Regions from separate parts of the Sus scrofa genome. Here region 1 is linked to region 2. A link is a contact called in public Hi-C data. All regions are on one chromosome and are shown on one strand. The core of a region is the stretch at or near the end of the contact, and the rest is flanking DNA. Distances in the headings are between cores, read along the strand shown.

Region 1 (6,390 bases), core at 2,091-4,590, 160 kb before region 2:
GAATTGTGTCCCTTATATAATGTTGCCAGGAATCTGTAGTATTGTACTCTTTAAAAGCATCTTCCTCAGGTTCCTTTCAGTTTACTGGTTTTCTCCCTTCTTTCTACTGGCTTTTACATTTGTTTTATTCTCCTCACTTAAAAGACACTGATATAACCTTATGGAATAACATGATTTTTCCAAAGAAACTCCTAGAACCATCTCTCAGTGCCATCATGCACTTGTCATTATATTTCCATACACACAGTTAAAACAGATGTAATAAAGTAATCCACATAAGCATTTCCGATTTAATAAAAATGAGAACTGATGTGCCATGATAAGATGTATTTATGTGAGAATGTTGGAAAAATAGTTTCCTACATTTAAAATCCTACAACTTAAAATCTTTATCAGCTACACATGCTGATAACTGTCTGAAAACAATTGTTCACAAAGCAGGACTACTATAGTTCTTATTCTGACCTACTGGACAACCGCAATAAGGCATATTCTGAATTGACAGAGTGCTTCACATACAAGAAACATTTTGACAACCTGCAAGGAAGCTGAAACAAAGTCAGATGGAAACAGACTTAGGACCTCCACTTGAAACTTGGCTCAAGAACATTCAACAGCACTAGACTCAGTTTCCTGCCCTGTACTTTTCAGTCATTTCCTTTAAGGGTCCCTAAGAAACCAGGAAACCTGCAATTCTAGCCTCTGACAGTCCACACTAACTTCCGCCTTTGGACTCCAGTGACTGAATAAAGACATTGTGTTAGTAGCTTCCTTAAAATACAAATGTCTGGTAAATCTGGCTTGTAAATGCTACAGGAAAAGTTCAACATAACCAACTGTAAGGTGACTTAAATGAAAATTTTAAGGAGAGCACAGACTTTTGCCCCTTTCCCCTCAAATCTACCACTAAAGCACAATTCCCAGCTCATTTTTTTTTCAAGTCAATAACTACTATTATTACATTACAGCACTTCCATAACACTAATAAAAACCTAGGTAACAAGTTTTCTCTTTAAAAGTCTTAAATTTATTAGATGAAGCATTATAACCACTTCACTACATGCATCTTTCCATACATACCCTTAACTATTTTTCAACTGCTTGTTTTAAACTTAAGATTTCTTTCAACATACTATAGAAAGAGGACTTTCAACATACTATAGAAAGAGGTCAGGTTAGAGGACAGGTTATCAAAATAAACATCTTTCCCTTTACTGATGGAACCACCAGAGTCTAAAATCTGGGGGCAACTATAAAATACGAAATTAAATTCAGGAGAATTTAGGATAAGAGAAAGTACTGTTACTCCAATTCTGACAATTAGTCACCTCAGGAAATAACTAACTAGTAGTGATGATGCTTGATTTAAAATTTTGGTACCTTCCAGTCTGGATCAATTATCAAAATAAACAAACTTGTTCTCAGCATTAAGTATTTTCTTCTAGAAGAGGATGTTAGTGTGAATAAAAAACATAAAAATGCATATGCTTTATTTGTACAAGAAAGACAATGTTTTGAGAGCTGTAAATCTGATCACCCTGAAAAAACATTTTGTTGGTTATAAAGAAAAGGTCATAAACGGAAACAGAAGAGCTTAAGAAACTGAACCTTCTCCACAACTCAAAAATTTACATTCACACTACTAGGCAAACTAAAAAAAAAAAGCAAAACAAACAAACAAAAAAACAGCAAACAAAAAACCTCTTACGGTTCTCCTCAATTACAAAAGAAATACATATTCAAGTAGAAAAAGACAAAGCCAGTTGTGAAACAAAAGATCAGCTGCTATGCAAACAAAATAGCATTTTGTAGAATAAGAGAAGTACACAGCCTTTGAACCAAAACAAATAGATGACCTTTTCTTACACTTAAAGCTTCTGGTTCTTTGTACAACCAGTACCTTATGGATAAGGTGCTCACTCAATTTGATGACTAAACGATGGGAAGGCTGTTGGTGCTATTAAAACCAAGACACAGTTCCTTGTGTGTTGTGACTAAATCTGTTAAACCTACATTAAAAAAAATCTCTGCCCTCCCACCCCCATGATTGCTGTCTTGCCTACCCGCAGGTACAAAAATAAAAGCAGATGGGTGAGATGAGTTTATGGTGTACAGTATTCTTTCTCCCCATTCGTAGCATTTTTCAAGAGTCCTTTGAGGTTTTAAGATTCAAAACATCGTGTAAGAAGAGTTATTGTTTCAACTACCTAACAATTACCCAGACTTCTTTTAGACTTCGGTTAACCTGTAAGTAAAATGAGTATCTTCAACTTTTCCATAGGGCACTGAAGAACCAGTTCTTACTCATAAATGCTTTCAGGTCCTCAGACACCAGGCGTGGTGGAAGATCAAGGGTATCCATCAATTAGCGAGCTCTTCCGGACCTCAGTTTACCCACTTACGGAAACCGGGGCATTAACTTTGTTTCGTAGGGGCCCCGGAGGTGTAACTAATTGGTGTTTTTAAGTGCTCTGAGATCCACAGATGAAAGGAAACGCGAGGGACAAGCAGTGATGATGACAATAATCATGACAATAAACAAAATGACTAACTTGGAAGTCTGTGTTATGTAAAGAAGGAAAAAGAAGTTATCAGATTCGTACAAACAAAAGAAAAGCCCTCCGCCCCCCTTTGTTTCTCTTTCAATTCTACCTCGTTCCCCGCCCCCGCGAAGCTCCCCTCCCTCAGCTGGTGGCCCGGCGCGGGGCGCGGGGCTCGGACTTGGCCGCCGCGCGCCCGTTCCTGGGCGGAGGGGGAGGGCGCGTCGGGCCGGCTCCTGACAAAGGCGCTTCCTCCTGCGAAGGCGCGGGATGAGGGCGCCGCAAACTCCGCTTCGGCGCGGGGGCGCGCAGGCGGGCGGGGAAAGCTGGCCGCCTAAACCCGGCCGTCCGCCCCGGGAAGCCGCCGAGGAAGTTGCGCGCCCGCCTGGCCCGCACCCCTCGCCCGCTCCGTGTCGACCCCTCCCGCGGCGTGCCGCGGCCACACTCACCGGACAATTGCTGGTGGCCGGAATCCCAGCACGGCCCCGAGACCCGGGGCGAGGGGGTGAAGTGTGCGTGCGCGGGGAGCGCGAGCAGACAGCCCGGCGTTCCGCCGCCGCCTTCCGCGCCAGCCGGCCGAGCCCGGCGAGGGGAAGTTGGCCGCGGAGCTGAGCGCTGACGAGCCGCGGGCGGAGGGAGAGCCGCGGGGCCCGCTTTGTGATGCGCTCCCGGAGGGCTCGAGGCAAACCCGAACGCGCGGCTCGGCTAGTGCTGCTGCTGGAGGCGGCAGCGGCGGCGCCCCCCGACGGTCCCTCCGCCTCACTCCGCCTCTGGGTCACTGACACACACTCAGAGGGAGGGGAGGGGACTAGCTGGAAGGCGGGGCCGGAGGGAGGGGACGGGGCAGGGCCATAGAGGGAGGCGGTGCCGCGGCGCCGAGCGGTCTCTTGGGAGTTGTAGTTCTCTGACTGAAGAAAAAGGGGTACATTGTTGAGGACGAGTCCCTGCTCGCTCCGCACTGCGCATGCTCGGGAGGGAGAGGGTCGGCCCCACTGTTACTATGGTCACAGACATACTGAGGAAGGGAACGTGTTCAGCGCGGCTGCTGGCTGAACAAGGCCCTCCTTGTGTTATGGTGCTGTTAAGGATCCTACTTTTAGCTGGTCCTTCTTACTTCGCTCCACCCCCAATTTCCTAACCTCACCACTCACAAGTGCTCAGTGAAATCTGACTTCTTCATATTTTGGTCTTCCCTGCTGCTTAATTTTATGCCATAAATGCCGAATCACAACCATTTCCCTTCCCTCAAGGGAGCCCTCCCTGCCTTAAATTCAAGGGTTTTTTCCGTTTATTTTTTTAACCTAAGACTTGTAGAAACGTAGTTGCTTCCAATAACTTTACAATTAAGTTATAAAACTGCTAGGAACAAATCCATTGTCAGATTCCCATAGTTAATTTCTTCGCTCAAGTCACATCTAACTGGCTTCTTTAAGGCCAGCAAAGGTAGAGCTCAGGATCAAGATCGCTATATCTTACTTGATCGGTGCAAAGTAATCAAACGTTTAAATTTTAAGGCCTAGAATTTTTAAGAAATAAGAATTTCATAAAGTATAAGTTCAAAAGATAAGTGAAAAGTTGAAAATTGTTTACTGTATATACATTGGCAACTTTCAATTAGCAATAAGAGAAGTCTGAACCACTGTCTGAGTATGCTGTTGGGCTGGTCAGCTAGGGCTACACCCATACAGGGCACCCAGGTGTAAATAGTGGCCGAAGAGGGTGGTGAAAGGCAAACATGTTATTGGATCTCTAGAGGACTTAAGACAGCCTGTCCAAGCTCTTTTGTTTTTCTTCTCTGCCCACCTAGAACCCCATACTCTGGAAGAAAAAAGATCAATGTTTAGAAATCAGAAACAGGAAAAGTTGAGGTTTTCAGATAGAGAGTTTCAAGATCAAGGATCCTTATGTTTGCAGACCACATAATTATTCATTTAGAAAACATTCTTGAATATACTACGCCTCAGGTACTTTATTAGTTCTCAGAAAGAGAGATACAGGAATGTAAAAGAAACACTGTTTAAGTGCTTACTGTGCAAAAGAGGAGCCAGGTAAATAAATAGACTCAGTGTGATAATACCTTAATAGGAAAGTACACCAGGTGCTTCAACACACAGTTACCCCAGGCTCAGGCAGTTTCAGAAAATGCTTCAAAGAACGCTTAAACTTGAGGATGACTAGGAGTTAGTGTGTTTGTGTGCTTTGGTGGAGGAAGAAAAGAGAAGTGAGTGAGAGCAGAGGGTGGGGGGGCTGGGGGTGAGGTGGAAGGCAGCAAGAGCAAAGTGCTAGAGGCATTAGAATTTGGTTCAGCAAAGAGTTCAGCATTGCTGGTTGTAGGGTGGAATTGAAGGGAGTGGCAAGAGGAGACAGTGAAAGGTAAAGGAGACAGATCATGAAGAATCTTGTACCATATGCTAAGGAATATAGGCTCTTTTCTACAAGCAACAGAAAGCCATGCCAAGATTGGAAGCACATGAAATTTTGATAAGATATGCACTTTAGAAATGCATTTTATGCATTAAAAAAAAAAAAAAAAAGGCCTGAATCAGCAGTGGCAGAAGACAGAACTGAGGGAAATCACACTATTTAAGGAATAGAATTAATAGAACCTAGTGATTAAACAACCTTTGTTTGGGGGTGAAGTTATCAATTAAGATGCTTTCTGTTGTAAGCAGCAAAAAACCCAACTCTAACTGGCTTAACCAATAAACCCAACATTGACCTGCCTAAACAGAAAGTCCAATGAAAAGATGGGCTACAGGGCTGCATGATTCATCAGCTCAGTGATGTCAATAAGGACATGTTTCTTGTTCCATTGCTTTTCCTCCTTATGTATTGGCTTTACAGTTGCCAACAATTCTTGTGGCTGTAAGTTTCACCATCTAGATCCAGAAGAGAAGAGAAAGAGGGAATTGTTTTTGAAAACTCTTTTAGAAAGGAGAGAAAATTCCTTTCCCAGAAGCCTTAAGGATTGATTTATGGTGGCCAAGAGATGGCATGAGGCTAGTTATCTTAGGATAAAACCATATGCCCTGACTCTAGATCCAAAGCTGTGATGGAAATGTGTGAATATCCCCCCCAAAATTGAGGTGATTACCTAGAAAAAGAATGGAGACTGGGGAGAACCACAATATCTCCTACAAGGAAGCAGAAGGATGATGACTCAAAGATGTTCAGTGTGTATGATTATAAGCTAGTAATGCCATTCATTGAGTTAGGGAATACAGGACATTGAGCAGCTTTTGAGGGGGGATTTGATATAATTCAATTTGGATATGCTGAGTTTGAGATCACTCTGGATCTAGGTGGAGAAATGGAGGGAACAGTCATTATATATATATGACTCTAGAGCTCTCTTCAGAAGATATATTGGAATATACCTTCATATAGAATTTCAATGGTAATTGAAATTTTGAGAGTGGATGAGCTCATCCAGGGAGAGTACGAACATCAAAAACGGAGTTAATAATAGCATCCAGGGGAACACCAGATTTAAAGAATAGGTAGGAAGAGCCTGAAGATGTCTGGGAACCAGCAAGAAAACTAGGAGATACAAAGTAGGAAATGTAATCTATAACCAAGAAAAAAGTCAGTCAATAAACAAAGACAGAAATGACAGAGATGGTAGAATTAGCAGTCAAAATATTAAAGCAGTTATTAAAAATATGTTCTCTATGCTGAAAGAAATTAAAGATATAAAAATAGATTTTTGTAGAAATTAATATTACAACTTCCAAAATAAAAATTTCACTGGATGATGAGTAAACTTGAGGCAATAACAGTAGAATCTAGCCAAAATAAAGTACATAAAGAGCGGAAACTAAAAATAAAACCAAAAAACAACAACAAAAAA
Region 2 (6,760 bases), core at 1,531-4,030:
CCTTCCTCTTGCAAATAATGGATATGCTGCCATAGATCTTCCTGCTTCTGCTTTTCCTGTCTCTAAAGGAAGTGCATCCAGTGGTCCCTGGCCACTGGGTCTTTGTTGGAAAAGCTGTTTTCCAAGATCATTTGGCTTTAAAAAAAAGCGATGAGCCCACAGGGACTTAGAGATTGTGTGTGTTGAGATTCACTCTATAGGAGACAGCCTCTTTCTTTGGCGGGGCAGAGGTAGGGGGAGGAAGTAAGAAAAGGGCAAAGTGAATAAAAATCTCACCTAAATCCTGCTGACGCCTGCTGTTCCTTCAAATGCTACCTCCCACCCTGCAGGGCTTTACAAAGCACTTGTTCATCTATTGCCTTGTAGGTGGAAAGAGAATTGCCCTCTTTCAACAAATGAGAAAATGAGGCTCAGAGAAGTTAAGTGACTTGCCCAAAATCACTCAGCTGGGGGTGACAGACTAAGGATTTAAGTCTAGGTCTCTTAATCTTATGTTTTTTCCAATACCCCAAAGCACCTCCCATGGGCTGCCAGCAGCCTGAACATTTAGCCCATTTGTGGAGGCTGGCATTTGGATCCCACTGCAGCGTGTTACCCACTTAAGCTTTATTTCTGAATCTGTATATTTAAGCAACAATTTTGTTTCAGAGGACTCCAGAGAGTGGCCTTATTTAACCTTCCTCTGGAGGTGTGTCTATCTGGTGGAGAACCATGAAGGGGCTGGGAGAGGAGGGGAAAGGAGGAGCCAGCAGGGAATTTTCCCAGTTTTCCACTGGGTGAAGCTGAGGTCCAGGGAGTCAGACAAACCCAGGATCCTCCTGGCATTCTGAACACTTGCCAAAATCTCTGCTCTTTGCTCTCATGACTCGTCTGGGCTGGTTCCAAGTGTGGAGGAGTGCAGTCAGCAGAAGTGTTTGTGCTGGGGGTAGGGGGCGGCAGGACTGATGCTATGAGGAAGGAGGGTGTTTACACCAAGAGTCCAGCCAAGCCTGGGGTCACAGGGACTGGTGCAGAGCAGAAAGTGTCCTCTGAGCTGGAGGGGTGTTGATCTCCTCCAGAAATTCTTGGATACAATAGCTTCTTCTGCACTAGCTGGCTATCCCCTCATGGTGCAGATGGAACACTCTGGTGAAAAGTTTTGGAGCTAAATAACTGGGTTCAAATATCATCTCTGCTGATTAGCTGACAGATCCTGGGTAAGTCTCTTAATCTCCCCAGGGATCAGTTTTTTCATGTTTGAATGAGAATATTAACATCCCCTCTTTGGGCTGTTCTGAGGTTTAAATGAACGATGTAAAGCAAAGAGCAAATGGTGACTTTGATTAGTAGGGGGTTTGAGGCAGCCAGGAAGTGGGAGGATAATAAAAAGAAGCTTTTTGTGATACAAAGACATTATCAAGGAGCAGGAGTGGGTTCGGTGGTGAGATCGATTGCAAGGACTTTTGTAAATAGCCCATATGCTAGCTCTGGGGGAGCACTGAGAAACTAGTTTGAAAAGCATAAAAGTCATAAAATAGCACCAGTATTTTTTTCCCTTAGTGTGAGCAAAAATATTCAAGCAGACAAACCCAAGCCAATCTTCTGGGAATAAGACTCTAAATATTACTTGTGAGTCACCTCAGCTTCCTTCCAAGAGAGAGACACCCCCATCCCTTCACGAAACACCCCCATCTATGACGCATTAGGGTTGTAGCTTCTCAGCTTCTCCCACCAAAATCATAGTCCCTCTTGGGCTGGACGACAGCCCTGTGTTCTGGTAATGTGTCTCCTCATTTCTGTCCCTCTGGTGGTTAAAGCCAGTTTCCAAAACATCCCATCAAGAGAACAGGACGCTCGCCAACTCCTATAGCGGACAGTAGGTGGCGCTGGACCCCATGTTATTCAGGCAACTAACACTGCTTCTCTTCCTGGAAAATTATTTCTGCAGTGAGGTCCTCTCCTTCCCAAAGAACTGGGGGGCTACTTCAGTTTATGCCACAAGCATAAAGGGCCACAAGAAGATCATCCTTGCTTTTCTGCTAACTGGGACACCGTCCTGGTGTGGCTGCACAAGGCAATTCCCAGACCTGAGGCTGAAGACCTAGCGGTCATTTGCTGAGCTATATATAACTTGTTAGGAACAAGTAGCCCTTTTCAGTTTCTGCTCTGCCCAGAGAGGCAGGAAGGAACAGAACTTTCTCCCTTAGGAGGAGGTGGGTGTAAAAAAAAAAAAAAAAAGAGGCAGAGTAAGTTCTTTTGGATGGTAGTGGGTTAAGGATCTGGAGTTGCCATAGCTAGGTCACAGGCAGCAACTGCAGCTCAAGTTCCATCCCTAGCCCAGGAACTTCCACATGCCGGGTGTGGCCATTAAAAAAAAAAAAAAAAGGCAGATCTGTAAGGCTCCTTGGTGAGCTGCCCAGCATCTGCCCTTTCCTCTGGGACAAGAGCTGAGGGACCCCAGGCAATTTCATTCCAGGCCCTGCCCCCCAGGGGGAGACCATCCAACCTCAGCAACCCTGAAAAACTGAGTTGTGGATTGTTTTCTGTCCAGGGATGGGTTGCTTCCTTTCATTGCACTGAAAGTACACCCTCGCCTATATCAAGAGCATATTGGGACCCTGACTGCTGTAATCACAAAGCTCTTACGAACAGTATAAAAATAAGTGCCAGTGTAAAGGAATTTCCAGTTTTCTAAGAATTATGAGCATTCTTTATAGGTGCAGAGGCAGGTGAGTTCCATTTTCTGTTTGCAGATGAAGTGATGACACCCCAGTGCCTCACTGGAGCTGCTGGGACTGATGCCTCTTTGCAATGATGATGATCATTACTGCTTATTATCATTTTCACAGTTATGTTCCCTTCCATGTGCAAGAGGCCAAATAGACATTTGCTTAAAGACAACTTCTGGCTACTGCTTTCTGTTTGGCTGATACTATCTGGGCAAAGAAGGGCTGAATGTGGAAAACCACCAAAGGAGGGTGAACACTGAGCACACCTTTGACTTCTTGGCCAAGGGTGTGGGGGGGTTTCCTTCAGAGGAAGGAAGGAGGTTAGGCTCCGCAGAGCTGGAAGGCAGATGTGCAGGGAGGGCAGATGTGTTGGCAGAGCTGTTAAGAAGGCAACTGGGAAGTCCCCATCAACCAGCCAATGAACACATTCGTGGTACCTACCATATAGAAAAGAAATGGTGTGCCTCTGTGAGGTCACAAAGACCTTTAAGTTTTTGCCTCTAAAGAGCTTATGGTTCACTGTCATTGGGACAAGTATGGCATACACGATAAAAAGAAAATAATGACTCAGAGAAGTCTTAGAGAATGTCCTAGCTTGGTTGTGTGGAGATTCCCTTTGGAGCAATGAGGAGGGACTCGGGGGCAGGGGGAGGAAGGGACTAGGTTGGGATTCCTGGTGGTCTTGAGTGGACCTTGTCATCTGTATAACATGTGGCTTGCCCCTAGGTCATGTCTAGGCTATAGATGTCCTCCTGGGATGAAAGTGGAACCAAAGGCCCAGAGTGCCTGGTGATATTTTGTACCTGCTAGATGCTTGTGTTTTGACCCGGGGAATCAGAGAGCAGTCACCTGGGGCAGGTGAACTTTCTACCTTCTAGCCCTCCTCCCTACAAGGTTCTGTTCCCCAGGTCCTTGGAGGTGTGGGTGCAGTTCCCACATCCACCATCCCCACTTCCAGTCAGTCCTCAACTCTGCTGCTAACGTTCCCCTTCCTCCCCAACCCCACGCACCACCAGTGCCACAGCTGAGGCCTCATCACACCTGGTCTGCTGGGCTTTTCTTTTTAAAATAAATAAAATGATTTCTATAGGAAATAAAGCCACATGGAAATGAATGCACATGCATAAATCTGACAAAAGCATTTACAGTAAAAGTAAGCCTCCCTTCACCCTTGATCCCAGGTCCCTTGCCTCCCAGGTCCTCCCCCAGAGGCAGCCACTGACCCCCCACCTGCAGTCCACCCCCTTCTCTCCCTACCAGCCCAAGTCTTGTCCAACAACCCTTTTCTGCTCTCTAGGACCTTGTTTTTATTTTATTTTATTTTATTTTTTGTCTTTTTGCCCTTTTTTCTAAGGCCGCTCCCACGGCATATGGAGGTTCCCAGGCTAGGGGTCCAATCGGAGCTGTAGCAGCCAGCCTATGCCAGGGCCACAGCAACGCGGGATCCGAGCCGTGTCTGCAACCTACACCACAGCTCACGACAACGCCAGATCCTTAACGCCGGATCCCTAACCCACTGAGCAAGGACAGGGATCAAACCCACCACCTCATGGTTCCCAGTCAGATTCATTAACCACTGCACCATGACGGGAACTCCACCTCGTTTTTTTTTTAAAGCACAAATTGATCCTGTTATTCCTTGTCCTTGGATATATGAAAATGCAAACTCCTTGGCCCAGCCTGCAGGCCCTTTCCTATCAGGCCCCACAACCTTCTCCAATCTTCTTCCACCTCCAGCCCCACTCGCAAGCTCTGTTCCAGCCAGGCTCAAGCATTTACAGGGGCCTATATCTGTACTCTCATCTGACACAGTGCATTTTTTTTGTCACACCCTTAGCATGTGGAAGTTCCCTGGCCAGGGACTGAACCTGCGTTGCAGCTGCACCCTGCACCACAGGGGAACTTCCTGGCATGGTATAATTTAAAAAATAGGAGTTCCCGTCGTGGTGAGGTGGTTAACGAATCCGACTAGGAACCATGAGTTTGCGGGTTCCGTTCCTGCCCTTGCTCAGTGGGTTAGGGATCCGGCGTTGCCGTGAGCTGTGGTGTAGGTTGCAGACGCGGCTTGGATCCCGCGTTGCTGTGGCTCTGGTGTAGGCCAGTGGCTACAGCTCCGATTGGACCCCTAGCCTGGGAACCTCCATATGCCGCGGGAGCGGCCCAAAGAAATAGCAAAAAGACAAAAAAAAAAATAAAAATAAAAAATAATTTTTGATTTACTTTTTTGAATAGATAACACAAATATACACAATCCTACTCCTCCACCCACCACTATTTACTAATTTCTTATATTTCCTTCCAGATAATGTTGATGCATATTCCTTTTTTGCCCAAATCATAATATGCAATTCATACTTTATTTCGCCACTATATCCTCCCCTTTTCATCCAAATGATAACATGTAATTCTCATTGTCTATGTCTACTTTTTTTTAAATTTAGTAATGAAACCCTAGAAATCTTTCCATAGCAATTCATAAAGAGCTTTCTCATTGTTTTTCGCAGCTCTGTGGTATTCAATGGCTTGGATATACTCTAATCTGGCAAACTTTTTCTATAAAAGAGCAGTCAATAGTTGAGGTTTTGTGGGCCATCCAGTCTCTGTGAAACCACCCCCCTCTGTGCTCTAGTGCAAAGGCAGCCCTGGATGGTGTGGAGACAAAGGGACCCAGCTGTGTTCCATATAACTTTATACATGGACACTGACGTTAGAATTTTATATGATGTTCATGTGTCACAAAATAGAATTCTTCTTTGGATTTTTTCAACCATTTAAAATGTTAAAATGATTCTTAGCCACAGGCTGCATAAAAGCAGGCAGAAGGCTAGTTTAATGAGACTTTGCTGATCCCTAACTTAGTTTATCAGTTCTCAATTAATGAGCATTTAAATTGTCTCTAATCTTTTGGTGCAATTTATAATCATGTACATATGTCCCTTCACATGCATGCAAATAGATCTCCCTGGAGGGTCAGGTCTGAGAAGCAGAGTTGCTGGGTCAGAAGGTATACGCCTTTATTTTGCTCAAGATTGCCAAATTGCCCTTTTGGGGCTATAACTAGTGTACATGCCCACCAGCAATAGATGTGAATGTCTGTGTCCTCACAACTAACCATGTTTTTTCAAACTTGGGTTTTTTGCCAAGCTAATAGGTTAAAAAAAAAGCATCTCAGCACTTTCGATTTGTATTTTTCTTACCATGAGGGAGGTTGGACATCTTTTCAAATGTTTAACAGCCATTTGCATTTCTTTTCTGTGAGTTGTCTTTTCATATCCTTTGGTCATATTTTTATGAATCTTTTCTTTAGAGATTTGTTTATATTTTCATAATTTTAGGAGATTAGCTCCTCCGTCTGCCGAGTCACACATACTCTTTGCAGATTTTCGTTTGTTTGTTCCTTTGCTAATACTTGGCTTGTTTGGTGTGCACAAGCTCTTTTTAAAAACTTTTATTGACTAAATTTATCAATCTGTTATTTTATAGTTTGTAATTTTGAGTCATAATTAGGAAGGATTTTCCCACTCTAAGATTATAAAAGAATTCTCCCACATTTGCTCGTGGTAGTTGTGTGGTTTTATTGTTAACATTTAAATGTTGAATCCATTTGGAATTTATTCTGGTGCATGGTGTGAAATATGGCTTCAACTTAATTTTTTTTAGATGGCTACCCAGGAATCTCAACACCATTTATTGAAGAGTCACTGGATTTAGCGTGCCACATTTATTACATGCTAAATGTATTCATATTCTTCCTAAACTGTGCTATTTGTCTATCTATTCATGTGCTATGAAGTTTTCAATTATAAAGGTGCTATAGTATTTTTTGCTTATTGGTCTGGTCTAGTGTTTCTCAACCTCGGCACTACCAACATCTTGAGCCAAATATTCTTTGCTGTAGAGGACTGTCTTGTGCATTGTAAGACATTTAGCAGTGTGCTATTAGATACAAGTAGCAGATACATGTGTGTGTATGCACACACACACACACAGTTTGTTCTGTGAGCCTGGAACAGGGTGGTGCTCTCTCAATACTGCTGGATGAATGCATAAGT

What was found. A called contact is a pair of places that touch in the nucleus more often than the background predicts.
Region 1: a Hi-C map of retroperitoneal adipose tissue shows a contact between it and region 2, with 2.1 times the contacts expected there. A contact is called at or near these places in 1 of 5 promoter capture datasets (liver), 8 of 47 Hi-C or Micro-C datasets (alveolar macrophages, embryonic fibroblasts, liver and 3 more) and 2 of 2 datasets of targeted methods (alveolar macrophages and skeletal muscle).

What each region holds. Positions count from the first base shown.
Region 1 is chr3:77,737,410-77,743,799 of Sscrofa11.1, reverse strand. It overlaps PELI1 (E3 ubiquitin-protein ligase pellino homolog 1), which reads right to left and starts at 3,340. Exons shown (of 7, transcript XM_021087454.1): 1 at 2,990-3,340.
Region 2 is chr3:77,574,016-77,580,775 of Sscrofa11.1, reverse strand. LOC110259999 (a long non-coding RNA gene) reads left to right here. Exons shown (of 3, transcript XR_002342638.1): 1 at 1-1,196. Among named protein-coding and RNA genes, the nearest start is that of LGALSL, 98 kb to the right of the region's middle.